Regions from separate parts of the Mus musculus genome. Here regions 1, 2 and 4 are each linked to region 3. A link is a contact called in public HiChIP or PLAC-seq data. All regions are on one chromosome and are shown on one strand. Each heading gives the region's core, a stretch centred on a gene start, on an enhancer-like site or on the middle of the called end of the contact. The rest is flanking DNA. Distances are from core to core; before and after follow the strand shown. Region 1 has its middle 6.8 kb from the start of 1700011L22Rik. Region 2 overlaps Zfp827 (zinc finger protein 827). Region 3 has its middle 50 kb from the start of Otud4. Region 4 overlaps Zfp827 (zinc finger protein 827).

Evidence for each region. HiChIP or PLAC-seq counts read pairs in DNA pulled down with a chosen protein or histone mark.
Region 1: a FOXA1 HiChIP or PLAC-seq map of pancreatic cancer cells shows a contact between it and region 3. The contact joins two enhancer-like sites. A contact is called at or near these places in 8 of 39 promoter capture datasets (the 3T3-L1 cell line, the C10 cell line, the HPC-7 cell line and 4 more), 1 of 15 datasets of contacts at CTCF or cohesin (pro-B cells), 3 of 484 Hi-C or Micro-C datasets (embryonic stem cells and nephron progenitors), 2 of 115 datasets of contacts at active chromatin or transcription factors (extraembryonic endoderm stem cells and pancreatic cancer cells) and 1 of 9 other capture datasets (adipose tissue).
Region 2: a FOXA1 HiChIP or PLAC-seq map of pancreatic cancer cells shows a contact between it and region 3. The contact joins two enhancer-like sites. A contact is called at or near these places in 2 of 115 datasets of contacts at active chromatin or transcription factors (embryonic stem cells and pancreatic cancer cells) and 1 of 9 other capture datasets (embryonic stem cells).
Region 4: a contact with region 3 is called in an HNF4G HiChIP or PLAC-seq map of pancreatic cancer cells. The contact joins two enhancer-like sites. A contact is called at or near these places in 1 of 15 datasets of contacts at CTCF or cohesin (the NIH/3T3 cell line), 2 of 484 Hi-C or Micro-C datasets (myocytes and palatal mesenchyme), 3 of 115 datasets of contacts at active chromatin or transcription factors (astrocytes, extraembryonic endoderm stem cells and pancreatic cancer cells) and 1 of 9 other capture datasets (embryonic stem cells).

The regions. Positions count from the first base shown.
Region 1 is chr8:79,253,268-79,257,558 of GRCm38.p6, reverse strand. No RefSeq gene overlaps it. Among named protein-coding and RNA genes, the nearest start is that of 1700011L22Rik, 6.8 kb to the right of the region's middle. Within about 2 kb of position 1,283, at least 26 of the 459 cell types and tissues checked have an H3K27ac peak or open chromatin away from gene starts, as enhancers often do. A contact at or near this core is called in pancreatic cancer cells, where this site is marked.
Region 2 is chr8:79,159,923-79,164,297 of GRCm38.p6, reverse strand. The region is part of intron 8 of Zfp827 (zinc finger protein 827); the gene reads right to left. Among named protein-coding and RNA genes, the nearest start is that of Gm30271, 40 kb to the left of the region's middle. Within about 2 kb of position 1,282, at least 100 of the 459 cell types and tissues checked have an H3K27ac peak or open chromatin away from gene starts, as enhancers often do. A contact at or near this core is called in pancreatic cancer cells, where this site is marked.
Region 3 is chr8:79,587,097-79,591,670 of GRCm38.p6, reverse strand. No RefSeq gene overlaps it. Among named protein-coding and RNA genes, the nearest start is that of Otud4, 50 kb to the left of the region's middle. Within about 2 kb of position 2,925, at least 11 of the 459 cell types and tissues checked have an H3K27ac peak or open chromatin away from gene starts, as enhancers often do. A contact at or near this core is called in pancreatic cancer cells, where this site is marked.
Region 4 is chr8:79,095,033-79,099,820 of GRCm38.p6, reverse strand. All of the region lies in intron 5 of Zfp827 (zinc finger protein 827), which reads right to left. Among named protein-coding and RNA genes, the nearest start is that of Zfp827, 69 kb to the right of the region's middle. Within about 2 kb of position 1,965, at least 43 of the 459 cell types and tissues checked have an H3K27ac peak or open chromatin away from gene starts, as enhancers often do. A contact at or near this core is called in pancreatic cancer cells, where this site is marked.

The sequences.
Region 1 (4,291 bases), core at 34-2,533, 330 kb after region 3:
TACAGGACTAATGTGTGGTAATACAGAAAAGACAGTGACACTGAATGCAAATGTGTGAATACTGACTCAGGTGGAACTGTGGAGTAGCTCCACAGCCTGCTAGATGTTGGGCATCCCTGGGAAACTGAACACAACATGAACATGGCCCCTGCTAGATCACTTTCCTCACAGAAACACAGCTGGGTTTGATCCCAGCCCTGCAATGCTGAATGAACGAATGAATGAATGAATGAATGAATGAAACGCTTTAATGTGAGTGTTGACTCTGTAAGGATCCTAAAGGACCTCATGTTCATTCATTCCTTGCTCGTTTTTTAAATCCATCTTGCCAGAGACTGGTATATGGCACTGACTTGCATGGTCTGACTGCTGTGTTGCAGAGTCTTCACTAACAACTTCCCTTTGGGGCTCGGCAGGTTAAGGTGCTTACTGTGCAAACCTGGTGACCTGAGTTTCATCCCCAGGACTCACCTAGCAGAAAGCCCATTTTTGAACAAAGTCATTTAAAATCCTACAGTTCGTTGAACACTGAACCTGAAGAGCAGAATGGTGGTGTGGGAACTTTTGCACCATCCTGAAGTTGGAAACTTGTAAAGAGAGGTGAAACATTTTAAGGGTTATCAGGCTATGAAGGCTCTGGCTTGTTACACCAATTGGTTCCTTATAAAAGAGTCACTTTGGCTGGCTCTTCACTGGGTGCAGCAATAGAGAGAGCTGGCCCTGCACCTCACTTGGGCAGCACAGTAGATTTGGCCCTGACGATGAAGGTGTGGGTGAGCTGGCCCTGAGGGCATGAGCTGGCCCTGACACTTATCTACAGTGTGGTGGCATCGGTGACCTGTCCCTTGTTGGCTGTGGCATTAGGTGAGTCAGTTGGAGCCGTGATGGAGAACTCAGCCTGATGATTTGGGTGCAAAAGAGTTAGTGGGCTGAGCAACTCAGCTACCATTCAGGCCCAGACCCAGGGCTTTGAGTTAGCCCACCCCAGTATCTACCTCATCTGAAACTGCTGGACTGTGTGAAAGGGCTGGTCCTGCAGATCTGAAGTCACAGAATCTCCATGACACAGGGCATCAACAGGAGATCTGAGAGGAGTCCTGGTGAGGATCCAATACTGATAGAGTAGCAGAAGCCAGAGGCCTCGAACCAGACCAGTGACTCATTGCGGTGAACATTTGCAAGTGAAGATGTGTGGACAGAAGGGTGCACCTTAGAGTAAATGCACTGGGACCCACTGCAGCTTCCACAGCAAGGCGTGTTTGTTTTATTTTGTTTATTTATTTTTATTTTCCGTTGGCTATTATGAGTAACGCTGCAATCGTGAGTCAGTGTGGGATGCTCACATCCTTCTGTGAAATCCTGCTTTCAGTTATTTTGGCTATATTCCCAGAAGTGGGATTGCTGGATTGTTTGGCGGGCTCAATTTTAAACTCTTTTGAGAAATTTCTCTGATTGTACTGTGTGGCAAACACACAATTTTGACTGTCCTTAACAGGACTCTCAGACTCCAATGTACACAATGTAAATAGACCATTGGTTTCTGCTTTCAAGATGGCTCATCTGCAGGGTTTAAGCTGCTGTCTCACTACGAGTTATTGGTTGTTGTTTTCATATAGGGTCTCTCTACATAATCCTGGCTGTCCTGGAACTCACTATGTAAACAGGCTGCTTGAACTCACAGAGATCCACCTGCCTCTGTCTCCCAAGTGCTGTGATGTGCTCCAACTGACTCACCTAATGCCACAGCCAACAAGGGACAGGTCACCGATGCCACCACACTGTAGATAAGTGTCAGGGCCAGCTCATGCCCTCAGTTTTGATTGACACTTCCCTGACAATTAGGGAGCAAGCATACTCTCTCATGTTTATTGCCATCTGAGCATCTTTAGAAATGTTTCTATTCAAGTCCTAACCACTGGGTTCTTGTTTTCTTGTTAAAGAGTTGTGCATGCTCTTTATTATGCCAGATACCCAGGTTGACAGGCAGCGTGAGCAGAAACTTGCATATTGTTCATGGTCTTCTTCATAAAGTTACCAGCCTCCTTCTTTCTAGAAATGGCATTTCTGGTTAGAGATATGCCAGACACTCAACATCTCTACACCAAGAATCCAATACATTAGTTAGTACCTTTCAGAGAGATGTGGTTTAAGATACCTGCTGCTCTTGCAGAGGACCTAGAGTTGGTTCTAAGCACCCACTTCCCAAGAGGCTTACAACTACCTATTACACCAGCTTCAGAGGGATTCAACAACTTTCCTGGCCCCCACAGGCATCCTCCAACACACACACACACACACACACACACAGAGTTTTACCTACCTGGGGTCAGAGGTTAACATCAAGGATTTTCCTCAATCATTCTCCACCTTTTGAAACAGAGTCTCTGGCTGAACCCAGGATGGTCAGCTTGGCTAGGCTGCTGCCCAGCACGCCTCAGGAATCCTTTTGCCTCTGATTGCAGTGCTGGGATTCCAGGTATGTGCTGCCACATGCAACTTTTAATGTGGGTGTCAGGGGCATAAACGTCTGTCTTCATATTTGCATGGCAAGCACTTTACCAACAAAGCCAGCTCTTCAGCTCCTAATCCTTGAAGAATACAAAAACCGTGTGTGTCTTCTGCTCAGCAGCAAGTATTTACTCCTGTCTGTCCTTCTGCCTTTTCCTCCCAATCATAAATATGCACATATACTTTTTATTTAAACAATGGAATCATAGCTTATGTACCATGTATGAACTGTTTCATTTTTTAAAGCAGTAAATATAACTAAAAATAAAGTTTAATAAAGCAAAGTAAAAAGAAAGTAAAGCTCTCCCTTTCTTTTTCTAATTTTTTTCAGTCACGTCCCCCACCCCCACCCTGTTCCTTAGCACTTTACCCTCTTTATTCCCATTCACTCCTGTGGCACACAGCTCCACTGCTCCCACCACTCACATACAGCTCCCACCACACACACACACACATATACACACACACATATACACACACACGAACACACACACACAAGGCTCCCACCACACACATCACTCCTACCACACACACGGCTCCCACCACACACACAACTCCCACCACACAGGCTTCAAGAGCTACTGAAAAGAAAATATCCAAAGCACACACAGTTGGTAGGCATGAAGACATTAGTCCAGAAATGAAGAGTTCTATTATTATGACTGAAAGACTCAAACAGCCACTGTCACAATATGCGTGATAATTTAGATACTAGCCACTTTCAGCCAGATGTCAGATTCAGCTGTTCCTGGGGAAGAGATGTCTAGATTTGGGCTGAGATGGAAGGTCTATCCTCACGCGGGATCCCTGCCCCAGGACATTTAGTCTGCCTGGACTCCCTTACCTGAGCTCTTCCAACAATATCAGTGAGTGCCTTCAGAGAACACGGCTTGACACACTCAGTCTGTGATGATAGACCCAAATAGTGATTACCAGGTGATATGGTGGGCAGTGCATGTATTGTTTTATGGAAAAGGTCTTCCAGAATACTGAGTTTGGGCCAAAGATGTTGCATGTAATTTACAAACATGCTTGCTCTTCTTGGGAGCTCTCCCTGAGCTCTGGGCTATGCTCTGAGAACAGCTGCCGCCATGCTGCCAGCTGGCGTTTTCCTGAGAACGCTCCTGTTCCTCCATTTGCCAAGCTGCCAACAACCACCCTTTTTGAAATCACACGCTACCAACTAACCAACCCGGCTGCCCACTCTCTTCTCTTGCCCCTTTTAACCCCGAGGAAGGAAAGCACTAGAGACTTTTACTATTTTAAAACTGACTAGATAACTCAAAGGCTGGGCAAAGAATCTATAGCCTTAAACTCATCAGCTATGCTATGTTAGAATTCTGCTGGTGGCAGAGACCACCACCGGCTCTGGAATTGCCCAGACCTCACACGGTGTCCCTGCTCCTCTTTCCAAGGCCTGCCGGAAAAGCCCTTTATCTCTTTTCCACCTCTTCTTCCTGGGACCTGAAAATCCCACTTCTTTACCTTCGCCCAGCAATTGGCTTCTGTTGTCTTTGTTGACATAATCAAAAGAAAAATTAGATTTTAACAAGCAGATTTTAGTATCAGCTTTTCCCCCTACACAAGTTGCATGCATGGGTGGGTAAGCGTATATGGGTGTTTACTACGTAATGTTATTGCTCTGATTTTTACTGTTGTTGTTTTGGTTTGCTTTGCTTGTTTTGGTTTGTTTTGTGGTTTTGTCTGCTTGTCCGCTTGTTTCTTTGGTACTGCTCTTTAGTCCACCCTTATGCCAGGCTTTGGCTAGCACTCTACTTGAGGT
Region 2 (4,375 bases), core at 33-2,532, 430 kb after region 3:
GTAAGTGATTTTTCTACAAGTGAGCTGAGAAGTGGCTACCTTTCTGCACTGTAACACAAGTGCTTTACCTTTGGTAACAAAGGTTCAGCGTCCTTTCGAGACTTTATCTCAATAGAACCTCTGTCTCATCTTCTAAGGACTAGGGAGCAATTGGAAAAAGAATATTATTCTCTAGTTCACAGACAATTTATGGGATGTAAAAGCTAATTTCCCAACTGACGTCACATGGTGAAACCACTTATCTAGGACTTCCCATCCCCCAATGCCTGCTTCTCAAGAGGCTGAAGTTCAGATTAATCACACCGCATAGTAAGAGCTGTGCATAGCATATCAGCCTTCAAACTGTTGAGTGCACTATGGGTCATGGACTAACAGGGGACAGGTAACAGCACTATGGTAATCTTATTTTCCAGTTTGGGCATGTGCACATTTGTAACCTTAGTGGCACTTGAACACAGATTTTTGCATCTAATATTAATGCAGAAACTCACAAATACTTGTGGAATTGGATCACTGCCATGTTCTAATTTCAGTGGGAATGTGTGGCTGCTTTTGCAACAGATGCACTTGTTTCTAGGTCCTGTTGGTGACTCCTGGGTTGAGACTGTGAACATTCTAATCTTTACAGGAGACGGTGTCAAGTTAACGTCCTACAGATATCCCATCTCATTTCATACTTTTAAAAGCCACTGTAGAGCCAACACCTGTAAAGGCTAGTGGCAGGGCGCCGTGACTCGTCAGTATCCAACACTTAGTATTGTGTGTACGTGTGTGCTCTTGTGTGTGGGGTGAATATGTGTTCATGTGGGTGTGTGTGCATGCATGGGTGTAGGAGAGAGGTTGATGTCATGTGTTTTCCTTAATCCCACTGCAACTTATTTTTAAATACTGTTCTTATTAATCTCTTAAGTATTTTATTCTATGTATTTTGGTTATGCTCACCCCTCCTCCACATCTTTTTTGAGACAATAGAGTCTCTGGACTGCACGGCTCACAAGCTCTGGGTACCTACCTACCTATCTCTGTCCTGGGGATTTGAACTTGGGTCCTCATGCCGGCACAGCAGGCACTTTACCAACTGAGCCGTCTCCCCAGCCCTAGATCCATGGAGCTGTTAAAGCAATCACATGCGCAGCAGAACAGAACACTAAATGACATCATACCCCAAATGCTAGCCTGGCTCTGGCGAGAAGCCAAGTAACCACGGGTTACACAGCAAGTTTGCAGAGGTGACTTTTTCCAAAGTTCAGGTTTAACTGAAAAGGCCAGAGACGTGATTCAGACTAGATCTGCTAACCACGTGTGCTGCCCGAGGAGGGTGACCTTACAGTCAGCTGCCCACGGAGAGTGACCAGGGCTGCTTCCTGCCTCCTTCCACTGGCTTCTATGCACACAACTCCACCCCTCAGGCACCAGGATACAGACTGAAAGGTCCTTTTAAGCCACTGTTTCTTGCCCAAGGGACCACATGGCTGATCCTAAATCCCACCTGTTCCTTCTAGGCCTGTGTCTTTCCTGCATCATTAGCTCAAAAAGAAAGGATAAGGATGGAGTTTTTCTTCTGTGTGGAGGAAGTGAAACTGTGAAGCCTCTAATGTGTTAGGACTCTCACTCACTCACAAAATGCTCACCATTTGAGCTAGCCTAGATTTTGATCCAAGTCTATCCATATAATGTCCACAATAATGTTGGCAGAAACCGTTGGATCTCTGAGTTTGAGGCCAGCCTGGTCTACAGAGCAAGTTTTAGGATAGCCAGCCAAGAGAAATCCTGTTCTGAAAAACATAAATGAACAAAGAAAAAAGAAGAAAGAGAGAAAACCAACAGGGACCACTATAACAGGTCGCCGTGTTTCTTCCTCATTGGGTTTGAGGTTAAATGGATACGGAGTCATCCTACTAGTTTTTATGTTGTGAATACCAAGAGACATTGAGAAATTGTGGAGAAGGTGGGATGAAATTTTTAGACCTAACCATGATGTGGGGGTGGGGTGACAATCTCTAACAGGTTAATTTTGAGAATACTGCATTAACTTTGGACCTGCTGTGAAAAACTTTTGGAGAAGAAATCCAAGACAAAGTTTGTGGACTGAGGCGTGGCTGTCCACATGAAGCTCACATCCACAACACCGTATGTTCATATATCTGTAGAAAATACATCCTGTCCCCGTTTATCCTGTGTGTTTTGCGGGTAACATACAGATTCACAGCAGTGAAAGGTTAGAAAAGAACACATTTCAGGAGCTTAACCATCTGAATCATCAACACAGGTTTTGCTCTACATGGTATGGACGTGGGTTTGCCACTTTAAAGACCTGCTACACCTAATCAGTTGCTCATGAGAGCGGAGGCCGGACTCCTGACAGGGTAGGTGTCTGGTACGTTCTGTCTAAGTCTGAAACACCAAATGCTGTTTTTCCGTTGCTGTGAGAAAACACCATGAGCGAGGCGACTTACAGAAGCAAGAGTTTGTTTGGGTTCATGGTCCTGAGGGATAAGAATTGTTCGCGGTGGGCAGGCACAGCAGCTGGCATAGATGTGGGACTGGGAAGAGGACTAGGAGAGCTCACATCCTTTTTTATAAGCACAAGACAGAGAACAAGACAGAAGTGGCATGAAGATGAGGCTCTAATGTCAAAGCCCATCCCCAGCGACATCCCTTCTAGTAAGGCTGCACCCTTAACTTCCCCAAACACTGCCACCAACTGGAAACCTCTACTAGCCTCTGGGGGACAGTCCCATCAAAACCACAACACACCACAGGAACTAAGAGTCTGACTACCATTTGTACATCTTCAAAATAGCATCTCTCTCTCTCTCTCTTTTTTTCTCTAGGAACTTTTCAATGTCTTCGCTAAGGAATGAAGAGAGAATGACCTTGGCTGGTGAGATGAGTCAGGGGATCATGGCTGTCAAGCCTGGCAGTGTGAGTGATGACCCCTGGGACCCACATGATGGAAGAGAGAAGTGAGGCTCACAACGGCCTCTCACCTCCACATGCATGCTGTGGCATGGATGCATCACTCCCCAAAATAAGAAGTAAATCTAGAGCGAAGGACAGAGACAGAGACAGAGACAGGCATCAATTAACTCTACAGAACTTTGCTGGATCAGGCCAGCAATTGCTGGCATTTGGTCAGAAACAGACAAATATGAGGCCAGTCATTTGAAATGGTCAAAGCAGCTGTCACCACTGGCAGTCCCTTCATGTCTACCCATGTGGTTCTGAGGTAAGAGGCTGGCGTTCACAGGGTGGGTCACCAGCACAATTCCCCACCCAGTACAATTCAGCATTAGCTTCAGTTCAGAGCAGATCTCCAGTTTCCGTACTTTAGTGGGGGTTGGATGGGTCATAGCAGCCGCCACACAAAAGTAATCCAAAGCAACAACAATATATACTTGAGACTCAAAAAACAAAACAAAAACAAATGAAATTAATAGACAATCATATGCTTAGTACGTTAAATGCTGACCTGAGCTGATATAAAATGCACTAGCCAGGGGACATAAGTCACCCCACAGTAACTCTGACTCTGCTTGGTCCAGCTCACTACGGTAGGCATTGCTTGAGTACATCCTGAGTTACCTCACTATTGCTCACCCACCCCCCAGCTTTATCATTAGTAGAAATGTACACACTTGAGGGTCCAGGCAGGGTCTGCTGCTCAGGTTAACCCAACAGTGAAATAACAAGCCTGTGTAGACACTGTCATAGCCTATGAACTCTACCCTGGCTGAAGGCCAGCTGGAATTATTAATCAGGCTTTGAGTTCCTGACCTTGAATTAATCCAAACAAGCTATTTCCTCCTGAGGCAAAGCTAGAGGCCCTCTGACACCCTGGCGTTTCTAGTAAAGGAGCCCTTGAGTTTCAGCTTAGCCCACGGCTGTGACCGTGGCCTGTCAGCATCTCTGTGAGCCAATCATGGCCAAGTAACCATGCTCTAGGCAACTGGACTGCCGCAAGTTGTATGTGTAATGTCTAGGTCAAGGCTTCTTAAATTGAGTCATGCCCTGTTATGGGGTAGGGTAGCTGAATGATGGGGGCTGCAAAAGATCTGGCAACAAGAAAAGGTTTCTGGACACACAACAAAGCAAAAATTCATTCAAATTCAACCCCATACCAAATGGTGAATCTGAGTGTTCCTTACAGCAGTCCCTCATGCTGTGTGTACCATGCAACTTCCCCGCAGCCCAGGCTCTGAACTGACAAAATTCATACTTCCTGCTGTAGGTTACATCATACAACGACACGCCATGAAACGTAAAACTTCCATACACTCCTGGCAAACGGCGCGTTTGTTTGTCCTCCCCCCTCCCCCCCCCCCATGTACAGTTTCCTGTTCCTACAGAAGCATAATGTTTAATTCCACAAAAT
Region 3 (4,574 bases), core at 1,676-4,175:
AAGCCTACTTTCAAAATAGTCTTTACTGATTTGGTGAAAAGGATACAGAAAATATTTCTGGAATGATCATTCCTGGGATTATTAGTAGTAATTGATTGCTGACTCCTCTTAGTGTTCACTAGCATCATGCAGGGGGCAGGCAGCTAATGAAAGGAGGAGTAGTTAGAGGTCTTTGTCTTGTGTGAGTGTGTATAAGTATGTGTGAGAGCATGAGTGTGTGTATATGTATGTGAGTATATGTGAGCATATTTGTGTATGTGAATGTAGTGTGTGTGTGAGTGTGTGCTTCTGTATGTATGTATATGTGTGTATGAGTGTGTGTGAATGTATGTGAGAGTGTATGAGTGTGTATGAGAGCATGTGAGTGTGTGTGTAAGAGTGTGTATGAGTCTATGAGAATCTATGTGAGAGTGTGTGAACCTATGTGAATCTACGTGAGAGTGAGTGTATGAGTGTGTGTGTGTGAATGTATGTGAGTGTGAGAGTGTGAATGTGAGCATATGAGTGTGTATGTGTTGTGTGAGTGTGTGTATGTATGTAAGAGTGGGTGAGTATATGTCTTCAGAGAGCTCAGAGGTGAGAAGTCTTCCTTGGGAAGAAGGAGCTTTGGAAAGCTCCTACTGTGTGCATGTCCTCCAAAATTTCTGTTGACACATAACTCCCAATTCAGTGTCATTTCCATCTGGGCATTTGAGTAGGAGGTTAGGTCATGAATAGGATCAGAGACTGTATAAAAGGCCACAGAATCCCTACCCTTTGGCCTTTCATTAGGGAAGGTGCTGTGTTTAAGGCTTCAGTGTGAGACAGGATGTGGCCTCCCTGGTCTCTGAATGAATTTGCCACATTTCTGATGTTGGAATTCCATGCACTCTCCAAAACCGTGAAGGATAAATTTCTACCATTCCTCAGCCATCCAGACTGTGTGGTGCTTTGTTATAGCAGCACAAGATCATTAGGACAGATTTAAAATGGGTCATTTGGGTAATAGAACTGGGTCTTTTGTTTTTGTGTGTGTGTGGTTTTTTTTTTTTTTAGAATGCCCAGGTAAACATTTTAAAAATCATCACCAGTCATGATGCTTTTGTTTGGGGGGAGGGAGGGTGTGTTCCATGTGGCCTAGGTGTGCCTCGAGCTCCCCAGTCATCTTCAAGTTATTTTTTCTCTAATTTAACTTGTAATTAATTCTTTGTGACTTTCACATCATTTACCCAATTCCACTCATCTCCCCATCCCTTTGTATCCACCCTCTGCCATTTCCACTTCCCCTGAAAGAAAATAAAAGACAAAAATGAAAAATAGACAAAACAAAGCATAAAAACATCTCATCATGGAAGCTGTAGTATGACACAGTGTATCCCACAGTGTATCCCTCTGTCCACACATCTTCACTTGCAAATGTTCCTTGCCATGAGTCATTGGTCTGGTGCGAGGCCTCTGGCTTCTGTTACTCCATCAATACTGGATCCTCACTGGACTCCTCTCAGTTATCCTTTTGTTGTCCTGTGTCATGGAGATCCTGCAGCTTTGGATCTGCAGGACTGGCCCTTTCACATGCTTTAGTAGTTCATAGATGAGGTAGATGTTGAGGTGGGCCTGGGTGGTGCCTGGGTTAGTCAGCACACTGGTTCTCTCACACCCACAGCACCAGGGCGAGCTCTCCAGCACTGCCCTGGCTAGCTCACCCATGCTGCAGCGACAAGAGGCATGCATGGCTAGCTCTCTATGCCTTGGGGCTGGTTCATCAACACCCATGCCACCAGAGCCAGCTCCATTGTGTCACCCAGTGGAGGTTTGGGACATTCTTCCCACTGATGCATGCTGTAGCTGGTGAGGGGCTGGGCCAGCTCTCCTGCACTAACCCTGGGCAGGAGCCTTACCCACGACCCCTACAACCAGGGCCAGTCTACTATATTTCCTGGGCAAGGTTCAGGGCCCCTCTTTTGAGTGCTGCAGTTGATGAACATTGGGGCCAGCTCTCCCATGATGCTTAGGTGAAGGGTAGAGCAAGTTCTACATAGCCCTCAGACATTAACATGTCCTCAGGTGGCAGTGCAGACAGGGACATCTGCCTGGCCTTTGGTAGTAATAGATCCCCACTACTACAGGGCCACAGGCATAGACATGGCCCTTAGGTGGCAGCACACCAGAACCTCACCATGGCCTTAGGTGGCATCACAGGCTACTCACATAGGGCTGTTCCTCACTACCCTCGAGCCTCCAAGTCCTCTTCATTGTGCTCACATCCTCCTGCTTCTCCTTCTCTTCCATCTTTCTTCCACTTGCTTGTTCATTTTAATGGCACCAGGGTCTTTGGGTGTCTGGGGTTGTCTCCCAGATCTGTGTGGCACCAGGTTAGGGATCATTGCATGCTTGCTCTGCCCACTCAGAGACCATGTAAAGCTAGGCAGGCCTTTTGAGTGTGATCTGCCCACTTGGGCCCTGTGGCACTGGGCTGGGGTGGTCTGATCCTCCTGTCTCCACCTCCAAGTTGCTGGAATCACTGGACGTATCAGAACACCTGGTTTATGTAGTAATAGAATTGAACCCAGGGTTTTGTGTGTGCCTGATGCATTCTGAATTGGTGCTTTGTGGAGATCTTCAAGTTGATAACGGGAGAGAATGGAGTAATCCAAGCATGCTTTGTGATATCTGAGTTACACAAAGCCATGCGACTGGGCTGTGGCCCAGAACAATGAAAACCTTAGCTTTAAGTCACTTTATTTTAAGACAGACGATAAAGAGAGTATGTCTACATTAGTCAGGGTACTGACTGAAATACACTCAGTCACTGAAAGTATTAGAAGTAAGAGACTGTTTACCAAGATGTGGTCGAAGGCAAGGAAATAAAAGCTGGTGGCATGGTGTGAAGCCAGTGCCAGTGCCAGGGCTAAAGGTCCTACTGGGGATGATTAATCACCGGGACCTGGGGGTTGCCCAGGGCTGAAGCTGAGGAAAGCAGGTGGGGACACACACGGCTGCTGTACTATGGCGCTGCAGAAGGCAGGCCGGGCTTTGCTCCTGCCAGTGGATTTCTGGAACCAGCTGGAATCCATAGGCAGCAGCCCTCTATGTATTCTATGTAGCTCAGTCTCCACAGGTTGAAAGAAGCTAGAAGGATAGTCAGTCCAGAGGGACACACTGAGAGGGACTCCTCATACAATCTTATTCTCCCAGACATCAACTCAAACTTACTCCTTACTAGAAAGTCACAGGTTGGCTGGTTCTCGAGAGATGCCTTAGCAGCTAACAGGAGATCTGCGTCAGGTTCCATCCACACACCCAGAGGCTTATAACCATCTGTAACTCTAGCTCCAGAGGATACAATACCATCTTCTGGTGTCTACAGGCACAGTACCATACATACAGCAGAAAGACAGACAGACAGACAGACACACAGATCGATCGGCAGGTAGAAGTGATCCCACAGTCTAACGGAGAATTCAAATGCTAACCAAAAACACATAAATAAAACTGCGGCAGAGGCAAGATTCACTATTCTCAGAGATTCAGTGGTAAAGGGCTAGCGTTCTAAAAGCCCATTTATTTAACCTGAAATCTTAAGACTAAATAGGCTTTGGTCTGGAAATGTAGGTCAGTTGGCAATGTGTGCCCAGCTTGCTGGAAGCGCTAGGTTCCAGAATCTTCATAAATACAAAGTGGCAGCACAGGCCTGTAATTCCAGCACCTGGGAGGTAGAGATATGATCATCAGAAGTTTAAGTTAACCTTCGGCTATGTAGTCATTTCAAGGTCAGCCATGAAACTGTCTCAAAACCAACACCATCAGCAAAAACAGTGCTTGAAGAGGAGAGAGGTGGGTAGAGCTGCTGCTGGTGAGCATGTTGACTGTGCTGTGATAACAAACACAGACCATACCAAGTGGAATGGATTTCGGAACTTCGAGGACCATTAGTCTTTATCAAAGAGTAAGTCCAAGATATGCTTCCAAGTCTTGCTAGTTCTCCAGCAGTGCCCAGCTCTGTTGCTTCTTTGCCTTGAAAAATTTTGACAAATACAATTTATTTGTCTTTCTTTCTTTCTTTGTTTCACAATTTCAAAACCACAGAGGGCCCTAGAACTTCCAAATGGCTCCCTAAAACAGAAGTCCCCATTTTATGCTATCCTTGCACAGATAGCAGGGGAACGGGAACCTGGTTCTGCAGAGAAGTCAGCTCTTTCCTTGTGAAGAGCCATGAAACACCAGAAGTGGTAGCCCTCTGCCAGTGGGTGAGGGTACTGCACCCAAGTGTTTAGTTTTTAGGTTTTTTTTTTTTTTTTTTCCTCCAAAGTTCAGATCAGTCTAACTGCTTCCAGGCATATTGCTACAAGGGTTTTTTTGTTTGTTTGTTTGTTTTTGTTTTTTTTCCTTTACCTAGTAGGGCAGCAATCAGCACATGCAGAAAGACTTCAAGCAGCTACCTTTGAATTAACATAAATCCATTTTTGGTTAAAGTCATTAGTGTTTTCCAAATAAGCCTTTATCAAGCAAGAGAGGGATTATGGGATGTAAAGGACCAGTTTAGCGTTGTTTGCTGGCTTCCTGTCACCATAGGTAATATGTTCAACAATGCAAGC
Region 4 (4,788 bases), core at 716-3,215, 490 kb after region 3:
AATAATTGGTCATCACCCTACATAAAAAAAAAAAAGACTAAGAGAGAGAGAGAGAGCAGTCAACCTAACTGGATAGGCAGAATTCAATAAATTAGACCTCAGAGGCTTAAATCAAATGTGCTTTGATAATATAAGTGAAGCTGGGTGTTCCTTTTAGTATTAAATAAGTCAGCATTTACTTAATTTTTAGAATTACAAGGAATATAAAGATGCTCATAAGCAACAAAAAGAACAAAAACTGAACCGGACTCTATCAACTGTAACACTTTCGTGTTGCAAATCACGCAAACCCGGCAAAATAAGAAAGAAATCTCATCTCTCCGGGATGGCTTACGTCCAGAACATGAGAAGCTTTCACAAGCCAATTATTTCTTTAAAAGGTAACCCATGTAAAGACTGGACAAAGAACTCGAATGGATGTTTCTTCAAAGACGTGCAAGTGTTAAGTAGCATCTGCAACTCACTCCACGAGGTGCCACCCTTCACTGGATTGACAAATCTAAGACGTTCAAGTGTTAAGTAGCATCTGCAACTCACTCCACGAGGTGCCACCCTTCACTGGATTGACAAATCTAACCCACAGTGACATTGCTAGGTTGTGCCGTCAAGGTGGTTCTGATAAGACGGATGGCAACGAGTTTTCAGAAGGCTATGCAGAGGGGATGCAGAATACTGTTGCTGCCTTGGAAAAAACTCTTAGGAGCTCTTCAAAATGTTAAAGGGAGTTCCATTCAGCTCACCAACTACAAGGTGCCTAGGGATCTAAACCATACGTCCACACAGAAACCTGTACAGGAATGTCCATAGTAACAAAGACTGGAACACAGACCATGTCTCCAGTAAAAAAATAAAGAAAATACAATGTAGCCATACAATTGGCAGCATTCAGCCGTAGAATAAGAATACAGGACGGATACCTAGGAGGCAATGAGATAGGCCAACAGGTAAAGATGCCTGCTATCAAGCACCGCAACCTGAGTTCAATCCTTGGGCTCACTTGGTGGAGAGAAACAACTCCCACCGGCCGTCTTCTGACCTGCACAGCAGAGCTCCCCACTCCCAAAATAAATAACATGCTATTTAACAACAAGAACCAATTTTACAGCATGACAGATGGGCCACGTAAGCATGAGTTCATGCATACAAAGAGTCCCCAGTAAGCAACTCTACTAAAACCGACCATAGATTAGTCAGTGGTTGCAGAGGCTGGGGCAGTGGAGGTGGGACAGTGACCAATGGCCGGTCGCTGAGCCTCAGAGAGCCACTTGTCTCCACCCCCTCTCCCCAGTGCTTGGATACCAGGTGCACACCAAAACACCCTGCTGTGCATCAGAATCATGACACCCCCCCCCCCAGCTCACTGAAGCAGCCATGTCCCCAGCCTTCAGGGGAGCTCAGGCTGTCCAAAAACTTGGGATCCTTCCGCATCTTGTCTCTGTCTCCAGAGAGAAAACCTGGCTCAGGAAAAATTCTTTCTTCCTTCCTTCCTTCCTTCCTTCCTTCCTTCCTTCCTTCCTTCCTTCCTTCCTTCCTTTCTTTCTTTCTTTCTTTCTTTCTTTCATTGAGATAGCATTAAAAAAAAATCTGGAATCCTTTGTAAAGCACAACCTGAAGTATTTATATCTGCAGTGCAATGCACATTCAATAAACCTTTCCATGTGTTCAGAAATATGCAAAGAAAAAGTAGTTTCCAATTTTAGTCTGATCGTGCCGCTGTTTTTATATTGTCAGATACGACAGCAGCGTGAGTTTGAGAATGTGGAGAGTAGAAAGAATTAATAAAACAAATAGACAAAATACCTTCCTATTAATAGCTCCAAATTACTTAACAGTATTTTTACATTTACTTATTTGTGTGTGTGTGTGTGTGTGCCTCTGCCACTGCACATGTGTAGGGTCAGAGGTCAACCCTTGGGTTGTCTCCCTCCAATCTGCAGCCCTCTGGGATGGAACATGAGCGCTCTGCCTCTGCAGTCAAGGTCCCCAGCATCTGGCAAGCCCAATCCTTAACCACTTCACACAAATCTGCTAGTATACGCTTAGCCATAGTTTGCAGGCAAGGAGAAGCGTAAGAACAATGTAAATTTAGGTTTAAAATGTTTTAGGACTGGGTGAGGTGGGGCACGCCTCTACTCCCAGCACTAAGTAGACAGAGGATGGTGGATCTATATAAGTTCAAAGCTAGCCTGGACCACATAGTGAATTCCAGGACAGCCAGGGCTATGTAGGGACTCTGTGTAAATAATAATAATAGTAATAATAATAATCTTTAAAAATGTTTTACAGGTCTCACATCTTTTCCATTACTCAATTTAGCATCTTGTCAGTCTGATGAAGGCAAGTTTTGTGGTGATAAAGTAAAGAATAACTTTCCTTCTTACAGATTATTACTGGTGCCCCGCATTATGCTCTAGCTTCTATCTTACAAGTGCCTCCAACACCCGTGTCTTAAAGGCTGATCCCCAAGTGGCACAGAAGGGATGGGCGTGCCTTAGGCAGGTGGGAACTAGAGGAAGTCTTCAGGTCATTGGGGCGTGCCCTCCAAGGTGACTGTGAGACCCTGGGCTCTTTTTCCTCTCTTTTCCTTCTGACCATGCTCCGTCGGAACACTCTCGCCACAGCATGCTGCTGGCTCGCCGCAGCCCACACAATGGGACTTATTACTCACTGACTAGAATCTCCAACTCGGAGCCAAAACAAACGCTTTCCTTTGTAAACTGATTACGGCATGTATTTGTTAAGAGTGGAGGACAGTTGACTGACTAAAGACATGCTGCTCAACGTGGTTACATGGAAATACAGTGTACTCATGCATGAACATCTCACAAAGACTAAATAAAAGTTTACAAAAAAGTACCACCCCTTTCCAAAGGGGGGAAAAATAGCACATACCAGAAAAAAAGTTTCAGCCTGAAAAATAATTTTGCTGAAATTTCTCATTTATCTCAAGAAATTCTTCAGAACAAAGAAGCCTACAACATGGTGTTTGATGCTGTTTGGAGTGGTGTAGGGAGATTTTCTCTAAAAACATATCCAGAAATAATTCCAAAATATAACTGCAATGGGCACTAGCAAGAGGTATTCTGGGAAGCTCAGAAGCACCGTGACCTTACGTGTCACACACGTAAGAGATGCCCTTCTTCAAAAGTGATGGTGCTAGATACTGTCATCTCATAATAAATGACAGGACTCATCATGGAAGAATTGGTTCTTTTTCTAAAAGAAATGAAGACATTTAACAGAGCTTTGTTTCACATCAGCTTCATCTCTTCCGATGGACCAAACTCATTCCCCTAGCCATTTTCCCTGCACACTGGGCTATTTATAAAGCCTTAGCTGTCCAGGTCACTAGGAAGGAGTCTCAAAACAGGCTGCCAGTCGCTCCTGCAGAGGTACAGGGTCTTCACCCAAAAACCCAGAGCAGACCTCGGAATGTGAGTCTCCCATGTCCTAGTGGTCTGCAAATTGGGGCTAGGTTCCACTGAGCCTCTACCAGAAAGGAGTGGAAACCAGTTTGAAGACCTAAGCACACACACTTCCAACCAGTGCTGGAATAAAGCAGTCCGTAGACTTGTTCCTCCAAGTCTGGAGTGCTGTGCATGTTGCTGTCTCTTCTTGGTTCCTGTCCTTCCTTGTCCTGTCTACCCAAAGACTCATTTCTGGACAGTCTGCTGCCTCACAGCAGTCTGACAGAGTAACAGGACAGACATCAGACACGTCTGTCAACAGGCCCTTCCTTACCACTAGATATACAAGGGTCCACTGCTAAGTGTCACGTAATAGGTAGTCACAGACATCCAGTTATTTCATCATAGTGGGCTGCTTCCTTTATGGTAATTAATTTACTAGGTTCAGCTGTCAGGCACTGACCTGCATAACTAACAACTGGAAAGGGAATCGGAACCACAGTAAAGAAGAGAACTCAAGAGCCTCCCAATACAGAGGCTGGGGAAGGTTTAGCTTGGTTCTAACTCACGTGTGTTCCCCCCCCCCCCTTCCAGGAACACTAAGTGTGCACTTGGTAAGCACCCAGCCTATGCAGGCGTCTCCACATAGGAACGACTCGTGTGATGTGTGCCTGGGCCAACCATTCAGCCTTACAGAATGAGCCTGAGCTACTTTAAACATGGAAACAAGAGACAGCCCAAATCACTGACTAGCTGCTTCTTGTTAACTCACTGGAAACCTACATAAGAAAGTTAGTAAGAAAAGAGAGAAAGAAAATCCTTTTCCTTCGCCATTCTTCAGGTCAAAACAGAAACGAAGCAAAGTACGTCCCAGGCACTGTTGTTACGATAACACTATCTGTCGTCTTCTTCCCTCATCTGAGGGTTCAACCTCCATGTCATCAGTTACTTCAGTCAACGGTGTTCCCAAAATAGTAAATAATAATTCCACAACAGACTATTTATAGATTTGAACAACTTGTATTATAATACACTGTTGTAGCCAGGTGGGGCAGTGAACGCAGAGAGAGGCAGACAGATCTCTGTGAATTGCAGGCCAGCTTGGGCTACACAGTGAGTTCCAGGCCAGCTCGGGCTATACAGTGAGACCTGGTCTCAAAATACAAGAAACAAAAGAAATTTCTGTGTTTGCTAGTCTCTTACTGTGCTGAATCATAAATGAGGCATCACCATGGCTAGAGTGTGTGTGGATCCTTTGTAGAGCTCTGTTGCTTCAGTCCCTGACTGAATGCCTCCCACTACGGATGGGTATAGTTATTCAAACAGTTTCTTTCTAACCAAAGGATTCTGCAGAAAATGACAGAGGCTGTAAATGGGATTG